Regions from separate parts of the Mus musculus genome. Here all the other regions are linked to region 3. Evidence: chromatin contacts called from public HiCAR-type and promoter capture Hi-C data. All regions are on one chromosome and are shown on one strand. The core of a region is the stretch at or near the end of the contact, and the rest is flanking DNA. Distances in the headings are between cores, read along the strand shown. Region 1 holds the start of 2310010J17Rik (RIKEN cDNA 2310010J17 gene). Region 2 holds the start of Hikeshi (heat shock protein nuclear import factor). Region 3 holds the start of Prcp (prolylcarboxypeptidase (angiotensinase C)). Region 4 holds the start of Ccdc83 (coiled-coil domain containing 83). Region 5 holds the start of E230029C05Rik (RIKEN cDNA E230029C05 gene). Region 6 holds the start of Eed (embryonic ectoderm development). Region 7 holds the start of Tmem126a (transmembrane protein 126A).

Region 1 (3,081 bases), core at 256-2,755, 2.7 Mb after region 3:
ATCCCTTTGTTTCTACTCCCCACAAGCGTAAATGGAATAAAAGCCGAGTAACTGGGCATAGTATTGAAAGAAGGAGGTGACAAGAAGTCAAAGGAACTTAACGGAAGCTAGAATGGCAAAGATGACCGAAAAGGTAGATAGAAAGGTAGAAAAGGAAACCACAAAGAAATGGGAGGAGGGGAAAAACACTTCAAGAGCTGAGAAGTGACAGAAATCTGGTCCCACCAAGCAGAGTTAGTACGGAAATACGAAAAAAAAAAAAAAAAAAAAAAAGAAAGGAAAGGGAATTTTAAAAAGCTAATGGAACAATGGGGCGGTGAGCCTGAGTCCTGGAGACATTAGCCGGGGAATCACTGAGCGGACGGCTGCTAGGAGGTACGGGACGGGTGGGATGGAAGGGCAAAAGGGGCTGCAGTAGCTGGGAGAGGAGTCTGAGTGAGGAGCTGGGTGGGAGGCAAGTTGGTGGAGCGCGATGGGCTTGGTGGTGCCGGGGGCTAGGAGGCGAGGGTCTCAGGGGATCTCTGGGGGCGCAATGGATTGTCACATTTTTTTTCTCTCTTTTGAGAGAAGAGCAGAGGCCGTTAAAGGCAGGTGTGATGGGAGCAGAAAAGAACACACAGCTCGACCAGGCACAGGAGCCATCGTGCAGATAAGACGCAGGGAGGGAAGAGGCAGCCCAAGAGAGAGAGGAGGACGATGGAGAGGGGTCGGGAGAGGATGCGGGGGGTCTTCACTCACAGTCCAGGTGCTTTTTCTTGGGGCCCATGATCTCGTGGGTCGTGGCCTTGCATACTGTCTTAGATACCGCGGAGCCAGTGACACTGTGCTGGGCCGCGGTGATTCGGTCCGTCAGGCTCTGGCCAGACATCTCTGCGGCTCGTCCGCCACCCCTTCCGCTCCGCAGCCGGCGGGGCCTGGGACCCCCAAGCGCCCGAGGGTCCCCACCCCCCACCGCACCCCCTACCCCCACCGGCTCCCCGCCCGCCTGCCGGCCTGGGGCGGGGCTCAGGGCCGCGCGCCGCCACCCGCTCCGAGAGCCCCGGCTCGCGTGTTCCCCCGGCGGGCTCCCACACCAAGTCGGGGCCACTCCCGGGTCCCGCGCCTCAGCCTCGGCCCACCCCTTCCCTGGTCAGCTGGAGCCCGACCGGGTAAGAGGGCCAGGCAGCTGCAGGAAAATGGCGGCGCCAGGCTCCTCCTCGGAGCTTTCCGGGCTGCCCCTAGGTCACGTGACTCGGGTTCCGCCCCCTGCTCGCTTCCTCCCGCCCCTTCTCCCTTCCCTTTCCTCTCCGGCGCGCCCCCCTCCCTCGCTCCGGCGAGGGAAGAGCGGGGCGGCGCCCGCGCGCTACGTGGTGGAACCCGCCCGGCGGGCGCAACAGGAGGCCCGCCCGCGGGGGACGGCGCGGCCCGCCGCGTCACGTGACGCGCCCTGCCAACAGGTCGCCCGAGGCAGGGCCCCGCGTGTCGTAGGGGGGCGGGGGGGAGGGGCGGCCCGCTGCGCCCCTCTTTCACCCCGGAGGCGAGGACGCCCGCCCTCGTGTCAGAGGCTGACGCCGTGGGCTTGACAAAGAGGTGAGGCAGCTGCTGCCTGTGCGTAGTTTTCACCCCGAACTGGAGGTGCCTGGGCTCCGGGGCTTCGCCTCGCTCAATTTGGCGCCGACCCCACGGCCCTCCTCCTGCCTTAAAGAAAACGGCTCCAGCCAGTCTCTTTCTGAGCCTACACACAGGCCTCTTCAAATGCACCCCGCTCTCCCTTTTAGTAACAGGGCTTTGGGGCTTTTTTTTTTTTTTTCACCCCCTCGTCTTCTTTGAGAGTGTTGGAAACGTCACCTAGTTTTGTTTATCTCGACTTACTAAGAGTCGCCACGTTCCTGCCAGTCTAAATTTAGATAGAAGCCAGCCCGGTATTCATTCTCTGCGGTGTCAAATACGACAGGAAACACATAGCTTCAGTGGAATTTGAAAAGGGAAGTAGTAGGGTGATGTCAACAGTGATTAACTTGACCCTACAAGGCTGACAACCAGCGAGATTAAAGGTCCACACCATAGAAGGAAGTGAGACAGCTCGGTAAAAGGAGAAGTCCCATTCAGAGTCAGACATCAGTACCTGCGATCTCCCCTGGTTTAGCCTTTCTTCCCTTTGGCCTCTTTTCTCCTCTTGTGTGAGCCAGATTTCCATGGAAAGATATTGACTCTGCCCTGTAGGCATTTTAGACCAGTATTACATCCCGAGACTTAGATCTATGAAATCCAGAAGATCTATGAACAAAGCCTTTTTAAATGTTACTAGTGCTCCACATTTAACTCAAGAGTTAGGGATAAATTTTAAATTCTCTGTGAATGTTAAGTTACCATCATGGTTCTATGTAATCTTGCTAGTTTCAAATGAGATTCGAGCGTACTCAAAATCTGTGTACACCATCTGCCAACCAAATCTAGAATATTGCGCTTAAATCTGTTAACTCTCAACGGATGAAAAGCTAATAGATGTTTAAAATTGTGTGTGGTATGAGGAATTCTGTGGTCTCTTCACATTCCCTTTCTATCTCACACGCCATTCTGAAGCACGGTGATTTTGGCAAGAACTCACAATTCTTATTAAGGCTGCAGGTTTCATTCTTGTCACACCAGCTTGAGAATTCACAAAACTGTAAAACTCCCTTTGGTGCATCTGCATTCCATTTGTAATTTGGTACCCTGTGTTTATCAGGCAGTGGAATGACCGGGAATTTTTGTTTGGTTGGTTTTTGTCTGTGGTGTGTACTCATGTATGCATGTTCACGTGACCCACATGTGTGTGCAAGTTTTAATCCATTATAATTTCTTTTATTCTCAAACTATTCTACTAATTTCTTAGCTAATTTCTTTATCATTGTTTAACCAACTATCCAGTTAATATTTTCTGAACCTATAGTGGGATTGTTTTTGCACTAAAATTGTCTAGTAACTCTCTAAAGATTGTGTCTCCACAATGTGCCCACCCATGCCCTACCCCCATACCACCAATTAATATGTTGAATTTTAATCCTCAAGAGTGTTAAGATGTGGCCTAATGGGAAGCATTTAAATCATACACGGATTAAT
Region 2 (3,028 bases), core at 479-2,978, 2.9 Mb after region 3:
GAGGCCAGCCTGGTCTACAGAGTGAGTTCCAGGACAGCCAGGGCTACACAGAGAAACCCTGTCTCGAAAAACCAAAAAAAAAAAAAAAGAAGAAGACTTGCACTGTTTGCACTGGGGAAGAGAGACCTGTTATGGCTGGTGGTCCATGCTCAGATAGATCAAGCTTCGAAAAGACTGTGTTCTTTCCTCATGCAAAAGGCACAGGGATTAAAGCTGAAAAAGGGAGAATGAGTGCGGTGGCGGTGGCGGTCGATCCTTGGTGCTACTTCCTTTAGATAATGTTTTGTGTTTCCAATGAGCCTTTTCTGGAAATGCATCCAGAACTCAAAGGACAAGTCAGTCAGTTATGGGGCTGTGTGTGTGTGTAATGCCAGCCCTCGGGAGGTGGAGGAGAAGGATCAGGAATCCAGTATTATCCTCGACTACACAGCACGGTCCAGGCTAGTCTAAATTATGCAAAACCTTGTCTATTTAAAAAACAAACAAACAGAGAGACAAATAAATGAATAAAAACAAACAAACAAACACCAATCCCAAAAGATGAGCAGCAGTGTCACACACTTTTTTATTTTTTGGCTTTTTGAGACAGGGTTTCTCCGTGTAGCCTTGGCTGTCCTGGAACTCACTTTGTAGACCAGGCTGGCCTCGAACTCAGAAATCTGCCTGCCTCTGCCTCCCATGTGTGGGATTAAAGGTGTGCGCCACCACGCCCAGCTAGTATCAGATACTTTTAATTGTAGCATTTAGCAGGTAGAGGGAAGCAGATCTGAGTTTGATGCCAGTCTGGTCTAGAGTGAGTTCCAGAACAGCTCAGGCTACATCGAGAAACCCTGTCTTGGAAAACAACTCCCCAAAGTGAGAAAACTTAGATTATTATTTTTTTTAAAAGGCATTTTTACAACAAAACTCCCTAAGCAGCACCAGACCCTATTCTTAGTGGCAGTTATCAATTAATTCATCATTTAATCCTTCCAGCAACCCAATAGGTCTATTTGTCTCAGTTTGCAGATGATTGACTGATGAAGCTGTTATATAGCTTGCCTACAGTTGTACAGCACATTAGTTGGGGCGGGGAGGAAGCACAAGTGAAGCACTACAAGAAATATAAGCAAGAACACAACTACGTGTTAAAACTAGTATTTAGTGGGGAAAAGGACTTCTGGACCTCTATAGCTTTAGTGGTCCACGCCTATAATTCCAGCAATTGGAGGCTGAGAAAGGAGTGCACAAGTTCGAGGTCTACCTGGGCTAGGTAATAAGACACTGCCATAAAAATGAGATAAAAATATATTAACATTTTTGATATAATGTTTGTCAGGAAGAATGCAGTAAGTTGGTTGCAACTTGAATTTACGCTCCAAAAATCAATTTTTCAAGCTTCCGGGCAGGTTATGCCGAACCAATTGCCCTCCGTATAAAACGGAGATAATATTTATCCCATTAAGCTTTTGAAAGGAGAGGCTGGGTGAAACGATTCTGGCAAAGGCGTATTGTTACTCCTAAAATGTTACACAACCGCCAGAAAGGTCTTCTCCCAGCACCACCTTTAGAAACTTTGACTCACACAGGCACGGAAATCATGTACTATCAGTAGTAACTTTCAAATTCTCCCGGCTCGCCCTCTGGGAGGCTGGCGCACTGCACTATGGGATTTGTAGTCTTAGCGCGATACCAGCTCCTCCTTACTACCTTAGAAGGAGGAAATGGGTGTAATGACCCGGAAGTACTCGTTCCGGAGAGGCGTGCAAGTTAGGAAGGAAGGGTCAGAGGTCGCCGGCCCAGATGCGTTCCTGTGTTGTTATGTAGTGGAGGGTCACGTTCCTTCCTGCAAATTCTGGAAGGTTCTTGAGTTCAATTAGGACAGTGGCTGCGGAATTCCTGGTGTCCGGCCTGAGGTGCCCGCTGGCCTAGCAGAGGCGCCGAGGGCGCTGCCATGTTTGGCTGCCTGGTGGCGGGGAGGCTGGTGAGGATGGCCCGGGCGGTGGCAGGAAGGGGTCGGTGACTGAGAGCTGGGTGGTGGCACGGTGCACGGCGCTTGGAACGCGGGGAAACCTGGTCATTGTGCTTTTTTTCCTGGGCGTGTGCGACGGACGGGCAATGGGACGCTGGCCCCACTCTTAGCTGTGTTTGCGAGGCTGTCAGGATGTGACTGCATTTTGTTGAGTGCGGATTTTGTTCCACCTGCTGGGTTGAGTGCTGTAGTTACTTGTTAATTTCAGCCTTCTGTACGGCATTTCGCCGTAACCGTGGTAACTCGTGAGCTAGTCTTTCTCTCTTTGCTGTTCAGGAACGTACACTCAGTAGATAGTGTAGTAATTACTCTTGTAAATTGATAATGCTACTTAGAAGTAAAGCTGAGATTTGTAATCTAAAGCTAAGTGGTTTTCGGAAAAATTCAATTTTCCGGACAATGAAGGTGTTTTGTTTTGTTTTTCCTTTTTGGTGTCTTTGGAAGGCCCCCCCCCCCCTTTCAGAAGTTTACCGACCCAGTTTAAAATACAATAATTGCAAGTTGCTTAATAGAAATGACTGAAATTTAGGTGTGAGCCGTACCTGTGATAACTAAAGGATTCGAGTACAATGCTTTCTTTTTGGTCAGAGAGATGCCCTTGCTTAGCCAGAGCCTTAGAATGAAATGAAATGAAATGAGTGCGGGAGTGGTTGAGGAGTAACCAGAGTGAATCTTGTTTGCTCTTTAGAAACCAGCGATGTATCCGTCTTGAGACGTGACTCCTTTCTCTTTAGAGCTATTCTTGTTTTGTTTCTCCTTGTTTTGTTAAATACTGCAACCTCTTTGTTAAATTGTGCCTCACGTGTGGTAAGCGAGAGCTCCACGCCTCCGTTTTCACCAGCTTTTGATAATGTATTCTATACACGCTGCTCTTAAGAAAAACACGTGGTTCCAAGAAACCATGGACTTCTGTCTGCAGTGAATGGGAGGCTCCTGTGGAGGTGAGGTAGTGCTAACCCTGGTCAATAGCTTTTGGAATGTCCCAGTAGGAGCTCTGGGGTTTGGAAGATGAAAGAA
Region 3 (2,700 bases), core at 74-2,573:
TTTCTTTTCTTTTCGTTTTTCTTTTTTTTTTGAAACCCAAACTTAAATTTCTAGGTCTTTTTTTTTTTTTTTTTACTTCAAAACTAAATTGTTCTACAACCCCATGTCTTCCCTCTTTCCCAAATTCCTACCTAGTCAAACGTCCCATCAATAAGCATGCCTCCATCGGTAACCTTCTATTCAGGGCAGCTACTCTGCTAGGGCTTATGGTTCTTAGCTGCTTCAGTTAGTCATCACTGCAACCTTCTGCAGTAAGCCAAGAAACTTGGCTCAGAAACTAACTGTAACTTGTCCAAGATCACAGAGTGAGGCCAGAATCCTGATGTGACTTCTAAAGCCAAGATCAGACGACTGTACTCTTTCTAATCCCAGTGCCTTGTGCATTCAGGCCTCAGAGACTCCTAGAACTATAGAATTATATAGCCTTGTCATTTCAGAGGACACAGGTACTTTTCATTCAGACCTATAGGGTAATGACCTATGGTCTCATGCTGCCACCAAATACAAAGGCATTGGAGAAGCCTGTCTTAAAACTGTGAACTCAAGTTCAAGACCAGAGAGACCTGATCCTTGCACTCACTTCAGATGGGGATACAGACCTTTTAGCCTCTAAAGGTAACATTTCAGCTGAGAGAAGCAGTTTAGTGAAGCGATACATTCTTATGTAATGGGTACATCTGAATTTGTGTTGAGAGACCTAAAGGTGAAGGTTAGCCTCCATACCTAAGAATTTGAGGTGAGAGGTATGGGGTCAAAGGTTAGTCTCCATAATCTGGTTTTGGCCAAGGTAAACAAAGAGTTTAGATTGAGGCATTTCCTAAAATGAAGAGTTAAAAATATGTATCCTGGACCTCCAGAACTGGAGGGATAAATTTCTCATGGTCTCTGTTGGGAAACACTCGAATAATTAAGGCTTAAGACCACCCTCCAGAAAATGTGAACTAAAACCAAGTCAAGTCCTAAGTATCAGAGTCTGAATTTTGGAGTGGGCGGCGGTGCTCCAACAGCCAAGCAAGGTATGGGCGGGCGGTTGGGACGTGGGACCTAGAACCCTTACTCCCCAGCCTCTGCTTACCTTCTGTTCGAAGTAAAGAACTGAGTATTTACGGGCTACAGCAGGGTCGGGTGTGGGACTGGCTGACAAATGCGGGCTGCCGAGGGTCTTTAGCCTAGGCGGGATGGTTGTGGCGGCCCCGAGTAATAGGAAAGACAGGAGCAGGAGAGCCCGGCAGCCCATGGCTGGGGATGGCAGCCACAGTGTGGGCGACTAAAGAAAGAGAGCCACCAGCAGAAGCGCAAAGACTAAGCCGGGCCCAGCTCGTAGCTCCGCCCGCTGCAGACCAGCTCCTCCCCCGGGAAACCTAAAACCAGGCAGCTCCTGGCCCCAAAGGCGTTGCCTCCACACTTGCCACTCGCCATCCTCCTTCTCCCCGCCCACCTCCACTGAGGTCACACTCTACGTCGGCCTTTACTACGCAGGGTTTTGCCCCATCCTTATCTATGGCTCCCCAAGCCCTATCGCTACCCTAGGTTATGCCATATCCCCGCCTTTATTGCCACCATCACACTGTCCCCGCAACCTCAGTCCCACGTAACACCCCAGCTCTCCGCAAATCCCTTATAATGGCACGGGGCGGGAGGAGGAGGGAGGGAGAGTGAGTCTATTGTCACCAGGCATGACGGCACACACGTGACCCACACTCAACCAGAACAGCAACCTTCCAGACGGAGTTGGACTCTCCCCTCTACTTAGGTGAGGAAACAAGTACAGGGACTCGATGCTGGGCCCCTCAAGTAGCAGGAAATGGAGCGAGGTTCACAGATCGCTCTGCCCCCTTCCTTGTAGGCCGTTCGGGCTCTTCGCCTCTGTTGTTCCCGCCTAAGCAGCCCCACCGGTGTTCAGTTCTCGGGTCACCCCCATCGTCCGCATTGCCCGCACGACCCGTCCCTCCTGTGGCCGCTGGGTGTTGCGCGCAGACTAAGCCTTCTCTAAGCCTCGGTAATCCATCCATGCTCCGCGATGGCGACTCCCTCTACAACAGCGCCCCCTCCTGTCCAGCCCGCGGCGCCAACTTTCATCCGCTCCCACGCCCTCGGCGTCCGTCTGAAGCCACTCCTTCCCACGCCTCGAGCCTTCCCGGCTTCCCTCGCACTTCGCCGAGAGAACTACCGCTCCACCAGTCGATGAAGAACGACCCTCGAAACCCACAGCTACCCCTAGCTTTACAAGAAGGGTCGCTTGCCCGGGGGTGGGTGGTGGGGTGGGGACACGCCCTGCAGGGCGTTTTCTGATTGGCTCTCCTGAAAGTCCGTCAAGACGGTCCTTCCGGCGGAAGAGGACGCGGGAGATTCGATTGCTGGCGTTTGGAGAGCGGCGGACCGAGCGGCCGGAGGGCGGAGCGGTTGCCCGGGCTTGTCTGTGTCCTTTGCCTCAGGTGAGACGCTGAAAAAAGGAGTTCTTGGGGGGCTCTAGGTGGAGAGACTCCTGACGAGGCGCTGTAACCTTGCACTCCGTATGGATTGATTTCAGGACTTCTGGCCGTAAACGCCGGCTACGAGGTTAAACGGGAAAGTCAATACTTTTCATGTTCCTTGGCGAAGGTTTATCAGCACTTTACTGTTGCTGCGGATCCCCAAAAACCCAGAAAGGAAAGGGCTCGACTTTCAACGGGGGCATAAAACTATGTCAGCAGGTTACTG
Region 4 (2,894 bases), core at 346-2,845, 2.6 Mb after region 3:
GGTGTGGGTTTCCGGACGCTGGTGAGTTCACCAACTCAGCTACCAGTCAGACCCAGATCTTCCTATGTAGCCCAGGCTGACCTTAAACGCCTCATCCTCAATCTAACCCAACAGCTTTCCCATCGCTATATGGATGGGGTGACCAGCCCTGCTGACCCGAAGCTGCAGGTTCTTCATGACACAGGGCAACAACAGGATATCTAAGAGGAGTCCCAGTAAGGACCCAGTATTGATAGTGTAGCAAAAGCCAGTAGCCTCCAACCAGACCAACGACTCGTTGCAAGTAAAGATGTATAACACGCTGTGATACACTACAGCTTCCACTAGGCATTTTTGGAGGGCAGGTGGCTTGTTTGTTTGTTGTTGTTGTTTTGTGTGGTTGGTTGGTTCGTTTGGGTTTTCGAGATGGGGTTTCTCTGTATAGCCCTGGCTGTCCTGGAACTCAGAAATCCACCTGCCTCTGCCTCCTAAGTGCTGGGATTAAAGACATGCACCACCACTGCCCGGCCTGATTTTTTTTTCAATTGTAATTTTTTTGTTGTTGTTATCTTGTGTGGTGGGAGGTTACAAAGGCCAAGGATGAGTATGAATGGATGGGGAAATGAGAGGGATTGGGGTGCATAATGTAAAATTCACAAAGAACCAAAAAAGGTTTTTAAAAATTCCTTACTATGTTTTAATCTATTTTTTAAGCCAACTAGATCACTTGGAAGTGAGTCGGAGGCCTAAAAGAGCCTGGCTTCTGACTTCCCAGGCCAAAAAAAGAAAATTACTGGAGTGTAATGAGAGAAATGGGAGGCTTTAATAGACTGCCTTCAGGATGAGGCTGAACTGCACTATATTGCTTTGTTAAACGCTTAAAAGTAAAATGAGAAGACAGATGCAAAGACTTCAGTGCCTCAAGTTGCCCTGTGAGCACTTGAAGAGTTAAACCAAGCTGACAAACGCAGACAGAAAAGCAGAGCACCTCTGTCACAGGAGTTCTGCCCCTTCCCACACCCGGGGAGTTGTTTTGAAATCACAGAGGAGTCATTTTATATCAGCAAATATAAGCTTGCAATGACCCGAGCGAGGCATGCGCACAAAGCTGGAGTCCTATTTACATACACCACCTTCCAAGCACAGAGAATTCGAAAAGAGGAGAGAGAGGCCTTGGGGGAAAAGAAGAAAGGACTGGACCACTGCCCTAACCTCTGCATGCACTCCCTCACCCGCACTATTCCTCATATGCCCGCCAGGTGGCGCGCGCGAATCGCCATGGTGCCTAAACCAGAATGGGATAGTAGATGAAGATGCCAGTCGCTTTGAAAACAGCGGGAAGTGACCCGGATGGGGTTGGAAGGGAGGGAGGGAGAGTGCTTTGGGCTATTTGTACTTGAGAACCACCAGCCCACAACCCGGAATTCTCACCTGAAAACGCTGGAGACGATACTGGGAGAAAGCTAACATCCTTGTGTGACCTCTGACTTCTTCAGTCTGCCCCCAAAACTTTATAGGAACCCTCCCCCACTACAGCGGACACGCCCTCCTCTTGATTTGCCCTGACACGAGATGGGCCTGGGGTCGCGCCCTCTGGTTTTTCCCTCGGAGCGTTGTTCCTGAGCGGTTAAGAACTGTTGAGAAGGGTTCTCCAAGCCGTGCCCCTCTTTCACCACTCTGGAGACAGGGATACCTGCCTGGTTTTAGCCGCCCTAAACTTAAAGGTTTGTAACCTTCAGGGTGTCCTAGCGCAGTCTCTTAACTCAGTAGATGCCCAGCCCTCTGATGCAGTAGTCCCCCTTTATCAGTTTCAGGTACCTGAGGATCTTTGTGATGGATGGGCTTAAGGGGTGGGTATTAAATGGAAAATGCCTGAAATAAGCATTTTTGTTTAAGTAACGTTTGTCATATCTGATAACTGTTCTATTCCAGTATTATTAATCTTTAATTTATACTAAGTTTTGTTACAGGTTTATAGGTACACAGTACGGAAGGGGGCGGAGGCTGTGATGGCATCTATAATGATTGGTAGTATCCCAAGACTCAAGCATCCCTTTGGTGTCTTGGAGTCCCAACCTCACAGAATAAGTAGACCTTTGTGTTGCTGTCTACCACTCCACAATTTCCTCAAAGCTTTATGAATACTCTTAACAGTTCTGAAACGAGATGGAAAAGATGGAGAAAGAAACTGGGGGTCAGACAGGACCAAAACCTGTGCTGAACTGACTTAGTGGGGAATCAGAGGTTCCACTTCTCCTTCCTTCTCCTAGTGTCCCCAGTGGTTCCCAAGCTGAGGAAAGCTTGATACCTCCAAAAGATGTGTGACAATGTCATTCATCTACATGTTTCTAAACACATAGATCTCAACAAACGGTTTTAATGGTACTTTTCTAAAATGAATAAGCTTTGCATTTTCACACTATTTGGGACTATGTACATATATATAGTCTATATGAAAAGACGTGTGAAGGATTTTAAAGTAATTTTAGATGGAATTACCACTTGTAAAAGGACTTAAGTAAATCAACTTCATTTTGTTTTAACGCTGGAGTGCATTTCTGATTCTGTTAACAGTGCATTCTAGTGAGACAGAAAACCTTCTCTAGGTCAAAAAGCGTTCCTGGCATAAATGAACACTTGAATTCCAAAGAATTTTGCTGGGATGGGGAGATGACTCAGTGGGGAAATGTGAGCTGTGTGAGTATATAGACCAGGTTCTAGATCCCCAGTGCCCATAGAAACGTTGGGACGGTGGGCATGGTGGAATCGCAGTGTCTGGGAGGCAGAGATGGATCCCAGAACCCACTGACTAGCTGGACTCGCTGAGTTAGCAAGCTATAGGTCCAAGTGTGAGACCTTGCCTCAACATACACTGCAGAGGGCAGTTAAAGAAAACATCCACTGTCGACCTGTAC
Region 5 (2,700 bases), core at 39-2,538, 2.8 Mb after region 3:
CTCAAAGATAAAACAGGAATGAAAAATATTCGCCTCCCAGAGCCACTGTGGGGATTAACTGGGGAGAGTTCCTGGTACTGCCAGCATGTTGGCCACTTGCAGGCTGAGGCAGTTCACATAATCTGCGGGGTGGGGGATGATTCTCTTCCCCACTTTGGCGAGAGGTTTGATGAAGCGGCAGAGGAGTTACAGAAAGAAAATGTCTTCCAGGAAAGCAGAGTCCCAGAGGATGTGCCAAAAATGCAAGACTATTGTAGAGAAGGAGAAGCAGACAGAGGTTTCGTGAGCAATGAGACCCCCTCAACACCGTCCCCAGAGGTAGAACTGAGAGCCCCACTCCTGGGTTGAAGCGATGCTTTTCAATCCTACGAGACTGATTACAAAAACAGCTGCCCCGGCTCCAGGAAGGTTGTCTCTGCTCTTTATAAGGAAAAGATGACGTGCCCAGATGCTGGCCAGGGCAGGCCCCCTTTTCCATCAGGATCTCGGAAAGGTTGAGAACGGAATGTCCACTAAGCAGACATTGTCACACGCTGTCCCTACAACATCTGAGATATGTGCAGGACAGAAGATTGAGGGGCACGGGTGGGGAGCAGCTCCCTGCCCTGTCTGAATAATAAACACAATATCTGAGGGGAATGTGCCACAGGCTGAAGAAATTTAATAAAGGCCAGATCCAGACATAAACACACTGTGTGGCTTGCAACAGACAGTGAAGTGTGTGCCGTGTGAATTGAGTTCTCCTTTCCGAGAGTCCTTGATATAATTTAGGAGCCGCTTCTTGCCAATAAGCCATGATGCTCCCTGCCACTCTGGCCGTCTGCGTAAATTCTGATCATTTGCTCCTGACCCAGCTATCTACTGAGTACTTCACATCCCAGGCATTGGAGGGAGACGTGGACTCTCTGGTCTCATTCTAAGAAAGGAGAGGAAGTTGCTTTGTAAAAACCCAGGCTCTTCCTTTTGCACATCATTTGTGGGAAAGGGTATCTGCCTCTCTTAGCTGCATATGGAGAAAATAATTTCATGCAGAGAAGCTTGGTTCTGGCGTTTGCCAAGCGCCTCATCCATCTGGGGGCAAGCCCAAGACTGCAAGCCGCGCGGAGCAGCAGAACACGTTGCTATGGTAACTTGGCACCACACACCTTTGATCCTTTATGTCAGCCTCCTTCCCAGTCCCCCAACCCAAACCTGCACATTCCCTTTATAAGCAGCATACCTTCTCAGAAGATGGACAGCTTTTCTTCATTCTTACACAGCCAGTTATAAAGACATGTTATAAGGCACTTGGACAAAGGGGTAGTGCTTCCTTTTAAAGGTCAAGGCTCGGCTGGTTTTACTTCCTGATACACAGCCGTGACTGAGACCCATGTTAGCTTATCTTCTATAGAAGACTTAACTTTCAAATCCCTTTCATACATTAGTGGACTTTATCACCATGCTGTTTTAACCTCAGGCTTAAACAACCCTAAAAGACAAGAAAATGAGCCCATTAAACATTCTGTGCCCAGAAGCACCCATGTAAGGTAGAGCTAATTTTCCTGCTTTGCAAATGGGAAAATAGTATGAAACGGTCAGTGAGCAGTGGCAAGAGGAACGGTGAACGGGTGAGATGGGTCCGTGGATAAAGGTGCTTGCTAAGCCTAATGACCTGAGTTTGATGCTTGGGACCTGCATCATGAACTTCTGAACTTTGTTCTCTGACCTCAACAGGCATGCTATGGCATGCATGCACCTTTGCATACAAATAAATATAAAAATATTTCTTTTGAAAAAGATGAGGAAGCCGGGCGTGGTGGCGCACGCCTTTAATCCCAGCACTCGGGAGGCAGAGGCAGGTGAATCTCTTGAGTTCGAGGCCAGCCTGGTCTACAAAGTGAGTTCCAGGACAGCCAGGGCTATACAGAGAAACCCTGTCTCGAAAAACCAAAAAAAAAAAAAAAAAAAAAGAAAAAGAAAAAGATGAGGAACGGAACCAGGTTTCTGAACTCCAAATTTTATGCACTGCTCTTATATCTCACCTGATGTTCAGTCGCTTTCAGCCTTCATTATTTTACAAATAATAATAATAATAACAATAACAACAATAATAATACAGATGCATTCAAAGCAACAGCCAGGTTGTGTTTTTCTTTCTTCCTTTCTTTCTTCCTTTCTTTTCTGTCTGTGTGTATGTCTGTCTGTCTTTCTTTTTGGTTTGTGAGACAGGGTTTCTCTGTGTAGCCCTGGCTGTCCTAGAACTTGCTTTGTAGACTAGACTAGTCTCAAACTCACAGAGATCTGCCTGACCCTGTACCCCGCATGCTTTGGTTTCTTAAAAATAGCTTTATCAGCCAGGCTTGGTGGCACAAACTCCAGCACCAAGAAAGAAGAGGGCATCTACCCATTGAGCCAGCACTGCTGGGACATGTTGGTAATCCCAGCACTAGGGAGACAGGCAAGAGGATCTCCAAAATTTCCATGTCAGCATGAGTGACATAGTGAGTTTGAGGCAAGCCTGGGTGACTTAGCAAGCCTCTGGCTCAAAAAAAAAAAAAAAAAAAAAAAAAAAATATATATATATATATATATACATATATGTGTGTGTGTGTGTGTGTGTGTGTGTGTGTGTGTATTTTACACCGCTTACAAATGTACAATGCAATGATTTTTAAAGTTTGTAAGGTGAGGAATATACTGGGGTAACTCACATGCTCTGCA
Region 6 (2,764 bases), core at 149-2,648, 2.9 Mb after region 3:
GGAGAGGAAGTTCTTCATTCAGACATTCCCATGGCTTAACAATACACCCACCAAATCCACAAGGCTCACAAATTTATTATTTGTCTGTCAAGATTGTACCTGAGGGGACAAGTGAGCTGGCTCAGTGGTTAAGGCTGGCTACAGGCTGGCTACAGGCTGGCTACAGACTGGCTACAGGCTGGCTCGCAAACGTTAGTGACTCCAGTCCCAGGGATCCAACATCCTCTGACTTTGTGTACCAGTACAGACATGTGGGGCACAGACATACACACACTCATACACACATTTTTTTTAATCTAAAAATGAAAAATTAAAGAGTTTTTAATGATACGGGCAAATTTAGTTACCTTTCCCTATATTAAAAAATTGCCTTTTACCTAAGTCTCACAAACTCATGCAGTTGCTCACAGTGACTTATAGGTCTTGTCAGTTTCCTAGAGCCTCAGCTTTCAACAGCTAAAACGAACACTTAAGACTATGAATTATGACAATTCAGAACCATGTAATTTTTATTTATTTATTTTTGGAAAGAGGGTCTATAACGAAGCCCAGGCTGTCCTGGAACTCCTCGTGTAGACCAAACCAGTGTGTAGCTCTAACACACTGCAATCGACCTGCCTCTGACACCCTAGTGCTGGAATAAAAGGCATGCCCCCATACTCTGTCCGATCCATACAATTAAAAAAATTTTTTTTCAAACAGGTTTTTAGTAAATAGCCTTGATTGGCTCGGAACTTGCTATGTCGACCAGGATGATCTAAAGATTGAGGCGAGCAGGCAGTACTTCCGTTGTTGCCCTTCCGATGTTGGATTACTAGAATGTATCATGCATCACAAGGTATTTTTACTTAAGTCTAAATATGTAATTTAAAATACAGGCTTACTTAAGCCAATAGTGGCACCAACCGGTTGAATATAACCAATCATTGTAATAAGTATTTATTAGATAAAATATCTGCCCAGAACGGAGGCGTGTCCGTAGGCACTGATTTGGTACCGTTTTGAAATCCTCCCCGAAGCTTCAGAAACCGGTGGAAAGACTACCTGGTTCAGCAGACAGAACCGAGGGGAGGAGGGGCCAGGAGGCGGCCTGTCGTCTCCGTAACCCAGCGCGAGAATACGCCTCAGCGCATGCGCACCTGCAGGTGGGACCCGTCCATGTGCCCGATGGGGGAGGCGAGCAGGGAACAGCCTATAGATTTTGAATCTCTCCCTTCAAAAAAAGAATCTAGGCTGTGAGAAGTTCCGTAAACACTAACTCGAAGTTGTTCTCCCGAGCTCCGCATCAGGGACCGTAGACACAGACCCCCTAAAACAAGAGGTGACTTCTCTTTCCTCCCCCCTCCCTCGGGAGCAGTGGTGGGCCGATCCAGGCCACAGACTTTCGTTCGTTTGCAGCGGGTCGGAGATCGAAGGATTGAGCCAATTGCGGATGAAACGTCTTGGCCAGGAAGGGGGTGAGGGAGCAGCCCTTTGAGTTCCGCCTCGTCTCTAGGCGCTGGTGGGGAAGGGGGACGTAGGAAACCCCTGCCCTCTGAGCCAGCAGATCCGACGCCTCGGTGCAAAGTGTCGAGAGGGCGGCGGGAAAACCGCCCGCCCGGACCAAGGGACGGGAAGCAGCCGGGAAGCCGTGCGGGAGGGCGCGCGCGTGCGCGCCCCTTTTTCAGCAGTGTGGCGGGGTCGCACGCACGCCCGCCTCGGCGGCTGGGCGCGATTTGCGACAGTGGGGGGGGCGGCGGCGGTGGCGGCGCCGGCAGCTTTGCGGCAGGCTCGGGCCGGGCGTGCTTGACGGCGGTGTGGCGGAGGCCCCGCCCGAGGCGGCAAGAACCTGGAGGGAGGCGGAGGAACATGTCCGAGAGGGAAGTGTCGACTGCGCCGGCGGGAACAGACATGCCCGCGGCCAAGAAGCAGAAGTTGAGCAGCGACGAGAACAGCAACCCGGACCTCTCGGGAGACGAAAATGTGAGTGCAGCCCCGCCTGTCCCGGGACTGTGGAGTAGAAGTTTCAGGTTCTTTGGTAACTGCGGTCGGGGCCGGCGGGCGGGCGGCCGTGGGGGGAGGGAAAGGTGTCACCCGCGCTCAGGAGAACGCAGGCGTGCGGGGAAGTCCGGTTTGGCTGGGGCTTTCGAGCTGGGACTGCGGCAGATAGCAAGCAGAAAGTTGTCGAGGAGCGGATTAAAGGTCCCAAAGGGTCTGCGAGGTCCGCTCAGATCGTCCCTGCGTGGGAGACGGAGTTTGTGCCTTTGGGGGCTTGACGCTGATTGCGAATCTGAGATTGTACTTACTGGTTTAAAAGGCATGCTCGAGGTAAGAGGTTCAGTTTTCCCCAGGAAAGTTGGTACGAAGGGTCCTCGTAAGGATCCGAGGGGCTGTGTCACTGTAGAGCACTACGGGATCTTCAGGATGGAAAGTATAGATCTCTGGCTTGGGTTTACGTGACCGTGCGGTTATGTATGCCCCTTTCCATGGAAGTGCGGTGTGCCTTCGTGTCGACTTTTTTGTGGAAGGAGTAGAATCGAGAAGATCGTAGAGGGGGAGCCACCTTTGATTAAGGCAAAGGAGGGAACAGTTTGAAAGTTTTTGCTTAATGTAAAGGGATTGGAAGATTTCAGGCCACCGTGGTAAATTCTGTACTTGAGCCAAGTGTGAAGATTAAGGGAAGTCGGTGCTTAGAGAAATGCCGCCCCGTAAAAAAAAAAAAAAAAAAAAAAAAAAAAAAAAAATACTATGCAAGCGTTGTAAAGAGTACTAGACACGTGTTCTA
Region 7 (2,806 bases), core at 22-2,521, 2.4 Mb after region 3:
TCAATTGTTCTGAGAAAAGTTTTGATGTTCAATCTAAAAGGTATCTACGCATAGAACAGTGAAATATCTATTATAGATGCTGAATTTATATTACAATTCTATCAATCAGGAAAACTCTGGGCTTAGAAGTCTCCCGTGATGATTCTACCAAACATTCAGCAAATGACATCAAAATGATACAAACGCTCCCAAAAGTGAACAGTTGCTAAATGACACTAATAAGTCAGCGCTACCCTAATGCCAGCACCGGACAAGGAAAGTGTAAAAAGGACTGGGGAAAAACAAACAAACACCCCGCTCATTGGTTAAGAGTAATTGCTGCTCCTGCAGAGGACCGGGGTTTGGTTCCACAGGAATTGGAGTACAGTCTTATTTAGAAATAAATAAATAGATAGATAAATAAATAAATAAATAAATAAATAAAAACAAAAACAAAAAAACTAGAATTGACTTGATGCCTCTCGGGACAGGAATCTTTCGGGACAGGGATCTTACTCATTAGTCTTCTGATAAATTCCAGGCCTCTCAGTTTGGTAAGCGTCTTTATAGTCTACTCACAATTTTACAAAATAACCAGGTAAAGAATTTTGTCCTTTCCTGTTTTACAGATGCAGATGAAAACTGAGACGGAAACTCACAACATTGGTTCCCAGTGGTGCTGACTTATACCCTAAGCCTCCCCCTGGCTGTTTTGTTTGGAATTCACACTGTACGCAGACCAGACTGGCCTGGAATTCACAGAAATCCCCCTGCCTCAGGCTACTGAATTCTGGGATTAAGGCGTACGTTATCACGTGCGGCTCCCTTACTTTTGAACCGTTAGTTTTTCACTACATTCCGTTAACCCTGTTTCACAGAAGCAGTGTTCTAGAGGACATGGGGAATGCTGAGGAAAACAAAACAAAACAAAAAAAAAGCACTCGCTCTGGAATTGCTCACGTTCTGCTGGAAGTCACCCACAGCATAACATGGCACAAAGATCCAAGAGCGAGATGGAGCAAAAAGTCAATCTCAGGCTAACTTCACTGCCAACGTTGCCTTCATCAGCCCGTAGCCTAGCGGCTGCCATGCAACCTACGCCAGGATCGGGGACTCGGAAGTCGGGCTGCGTGCCCAGGCGGGGTGGTGTCGAGCCCAGCCACCGCCACACCGCTGTTTCTGCAGGCTGTACCCGGGATGGGCTATAGCGGACTCGCCAGTCCTCACCGCTAGTCCACAGTTTAGCGTCTCCTGGACCGGAAGCCCGTGGACAGGAAACAGAGGCGGAGACAGAGTCACGTGTGAGCCAAAGATGGAGCTCAGACGACCCTAGCGAAGGTTGCGGTAGACTCGGCGCGGGAGGACCCGGGCAAGCACCGGCGGCTGGGGAGGCTGCCATTAGCTGCCTTCATTCTGCCGAATGGTGAGTAGCTGTGCCAATGTCGCGCTGGGAGAGGCGCGGGGTGGCCACGAGGGTGGGGAACGCTGTGTGTGCTGACCCGGTCTTCACTTTCCACCCGTGAGGGGGAAGACCTGGCTGAATTGATTGAGTTGAAGAATCACTGCCAATTTACAAATTGCTACGTTTAATTTTCCGATGCTTGGTTTTTATGCAGAAACTTTCAGAGATCTTTGTAGTATTTCAAGGTGTCTTTGTCTTTGATGGGGATTTATTAACTGAGAAATAATACCAGGAAGAAGAAACAGGACTTGAATCCTGGGATCCTGATCTAAACCGCTAAATCTGTATTTTACTTTCGAGGTTAATTTTTAAGTCAAGATTTATGGAATTTTGCACATGCAGCATTTTCCAAATCATTGTATATATACAACAGGTACCCAAGATTTGGTAAGACATTGTTCCAGTGCTGTCACAGCTAACTAATACGAATGGTGACCCAAGACAGGCTGATTTATTATCAGGTTATTTCTGAGTTTTGGTTTATTGCTACTACTGTTTTATCTTTTGAAATAGGGTCTTGGAGTACATCCAGGAACTCACAACCCTCCGGCCTCAGCTTCCCAATAGTAGAGGTATCACCACAGGTTGCAGACTTTTTTCCTGTCACCAGGAAGTATGTTTTTAAAGAGCCCAATCTAGTAAAAACGAATCCACCATTCTACACTGATATTCATCCTATGTGTACCATGCCTGCTCAGGCCAGAAAAGGGCATTAGATCACCCTAGGCCTGAAGTTACAGCTGTGTGTGAGCTTTGACGTGGGTGCTAGGGCTCGAATCTTTCATCATGTGTCCACATGCCTGCAATGCCTATGAAGGGTGAAGAGGATTCCAGTCCCCTGGAACCCTTGTTCTTTGCAATAGTGTTCTCTCAAAACTACTGAGCCCTTTCTAACCCTTGACACCTAATCATCTTTACAAAGTGGCTATTACACTTGAAATACAACTTATAGTTCCACCAGCAGATGTCACAGCTTTCCTGAATGCTTCCAAGTGAAACTAATTACCTGTGTACCTAATGACATCCCTGTTATCTTAGCTTCCACCTCATGTTTTTGTTGTTTACTGGATGTTGGCTTTCTCTCATGATGTGAGGCTCTGTCTGTTGCATCACCCCTCCACCCCACTTGTCTAGCACAAATTCTTTGGATTTTTGTTTTCCTGTAATAAATTTTCATGTAGCTCTGCTGGCCTCAAATTCCAGTATTATCAAGGACAGCCCTGAGCCCACCCCCCAACTGTTTCAACTACAGTCATGTCACCATGTCTGAATTAAGTCATTTTTTTAATGTTTCATGTATGTAGTAATTGCTTAGAAAATCAAGATTGTGGAGTGTCTTAGAAACTTATGCGCTGCTTTTCTTGT

What was found. Promoter capture Hi-C pulls out the DNA fragments that hold promoters and counts their contacts. HiCAR-type assays count read pairs that join an accessible place to other places. Capture Hi-C pulls out chosen DNA fragments and counts their contacts.
Region 1: a HiCAR-type map of astrocytes shows a contact between it and region 3, with 5 times the contacts expected there. The contact joins the promoter of 2310010J17Rik here to the promoter of Prcp in region 3. A contact is called at or near these places in 2 of 39 promoter capture datasets (liver and pre-B cells) and 1 of 115 datasets of contacts at active chromatin or transcription factors (astrocytes).
Region 2: a promoter capture Hi-C map of pre-B cells shows a contact between it and region 3, with 3 times the contacts expected there. The contact joins the promoter of Hikeshi here to the promoter of Prcp in region 3. A contact is called at or near these places in 3 of 39 promoter capture datasets (liver and pre-B cells) and 2 of 9 other capture datasets (adipose tissue and liver).
Region 4: a HiCAR-type map of astrocytes shows a contact between it and region 3, with 2.5 times the contacts expected there. The contact joins the promoter of Ccdc83 here to the promoter of Prcp in region 3. A contact is called at or near these places in 2 of 39 promoter capture datasets (liver and pre-B cells) and 1 of 115 datasets of contacts at active chromatin or transcription factors (astrocytes).
Region 5: a promoter capture Hi-C map of liver shows a contact between it and region 3, with 4 times the contacts expected there. The contact joins the promoter of E230029C05Rik here to the promoter of Prcp in region 3. A contact is called at or near these places in 2 of 39 promoter capture datasets (the C10 cell line and pre-B cells), 1 of 115 datasets of contacts at active chromatin or transcription factors (embryonic stem cells) and 1 of 9 other capture datasets (liver).
Region 6: a promoter capture Hi-C map of embryonic stem cells shows a contact between it and region 3, with 3 times the contacts expected there. The contact joins the promoter of Eed here to the promoter of Prcp in region 3. A contact is called at or near these places in 2 of 39 promoter capture datasets (embryonic stem cells and pre-B cells), 1 of 115 datasets of contacts at active chromatin or transcription factors (astrocytes) and 1 of 9 other capture datasets (liver).
Region 7: a promoter capture Hi-C map of liver shows a contact between it and region 3, with 5 times the contacts expected there. The contact joins the promoter of Tmem126a here to the promoter of Prcp in region 3. A contact is called at or near these places in 7 of 39 promoter capture datasets (the C10 cell line, embryonic stem cells, frontonasal cranial neural crest and 3 more), 3 of 484 Hi-C or Micro-C datasets (B cells, LSK cells and embryonic stem cells), 5 of 115 datasets of contacts at active chromatin or transcription factors (astrocytes, embryonic stem cells, epiblast stem cells and 2 more) and 3 of 9 other capture datasets (adipose tissue, liver and macrophages).

The regions. Positions count from the first base shown.
Region 1 is chr7:90,128,360-90,131,440 of GRCm38.p6, reverse strand. 2310010J17Rik (RIKEN cDNA 2310010J17 gene) reads left to right here and starts at 1,505. Exons shown (of 3, transcript NR_046007.1): 1 at 1,505-1,569. Picalm (phosphatidylinositol binding clathrin assembly protein) reads right to left here and starts at 1,228. Exons shown (of 20, transcript NM_001360867.1): 1 at 739-1,228. The coding sequence starts at 868.
Region 2 is chr7:89,939,904-89,942,931 of GRCm38.p6, reverse strand. It overlaps Hikeshi (heat shock protein nuclear import factor), which reads left to right and starts at 1,728. Exons shown (of 5, transcript NM_026304.3): 1 at 1,728-1,963. The coding sequence starts at 1,934.
Region 3 is chr7:92,873,876-92,876,575 of GRCm38.p6, reverse strand. Prcp (prolylcarboxypeptidase (angiotensinase C)) reads right to left here and starts at 1,323. Exons shown (of 9, transcript NM_028243.3): 1 at 1,076-1,323. The coding sequence starts at 1,237. It overlaps Ddias (DNA damage-induced apoptosis suppressor), which reads left to right and starts at 2,329. Exons shown (of 6, transcript NM_001355126.1): 1 at 2,329-2,435.
Region 4 is chr7:90,264,133-90,267,026 of GRCm38.p6, reverse strand. It overlaps Ccdc83 (coiled-coil domain containing 83), which reads left to right and starts at 1,595. Exons shown (of 11, transcript NM_183293.1): 1 at 1,595-1,703.
Region 5 is chr7:90,027,747-90,030,446 of GRCm38.p6, reverse strand. It overlaps E230029C05Rik (RIKEN cDNA E230029C05 gene), which reads right to left and starts at 1,288. Exons shown (of 6, transcript NR_110365.1): 1 at 1,220-1,288.
Region 6 is chr7:89,979,610-89,982,373 of GRCm38.p6, reverse strand. It overlaps Eed (embryonic ectoderm development), which reads left to right and starts at 1,398. Exons shown (of 12, transcript NM_021876.3): 1 at 1,398-1,962. The coding sequence starts at 1,849. RefSeq lists cis regulatory regions at 921-928, 1,124-1,131, an enhancer at 1,103-1,139 and a promoter at 1-1,562.
Region 7 is chr7:90,455,668-90,458,473 of GRCm38.p6, reverse strand. It overlaps Tmem126a (transmembrane protein 126A), which reads left to right and starts at 1,271. Exons shown (of 5, transcript NM_025460.3): 1 at 1,271-1,402.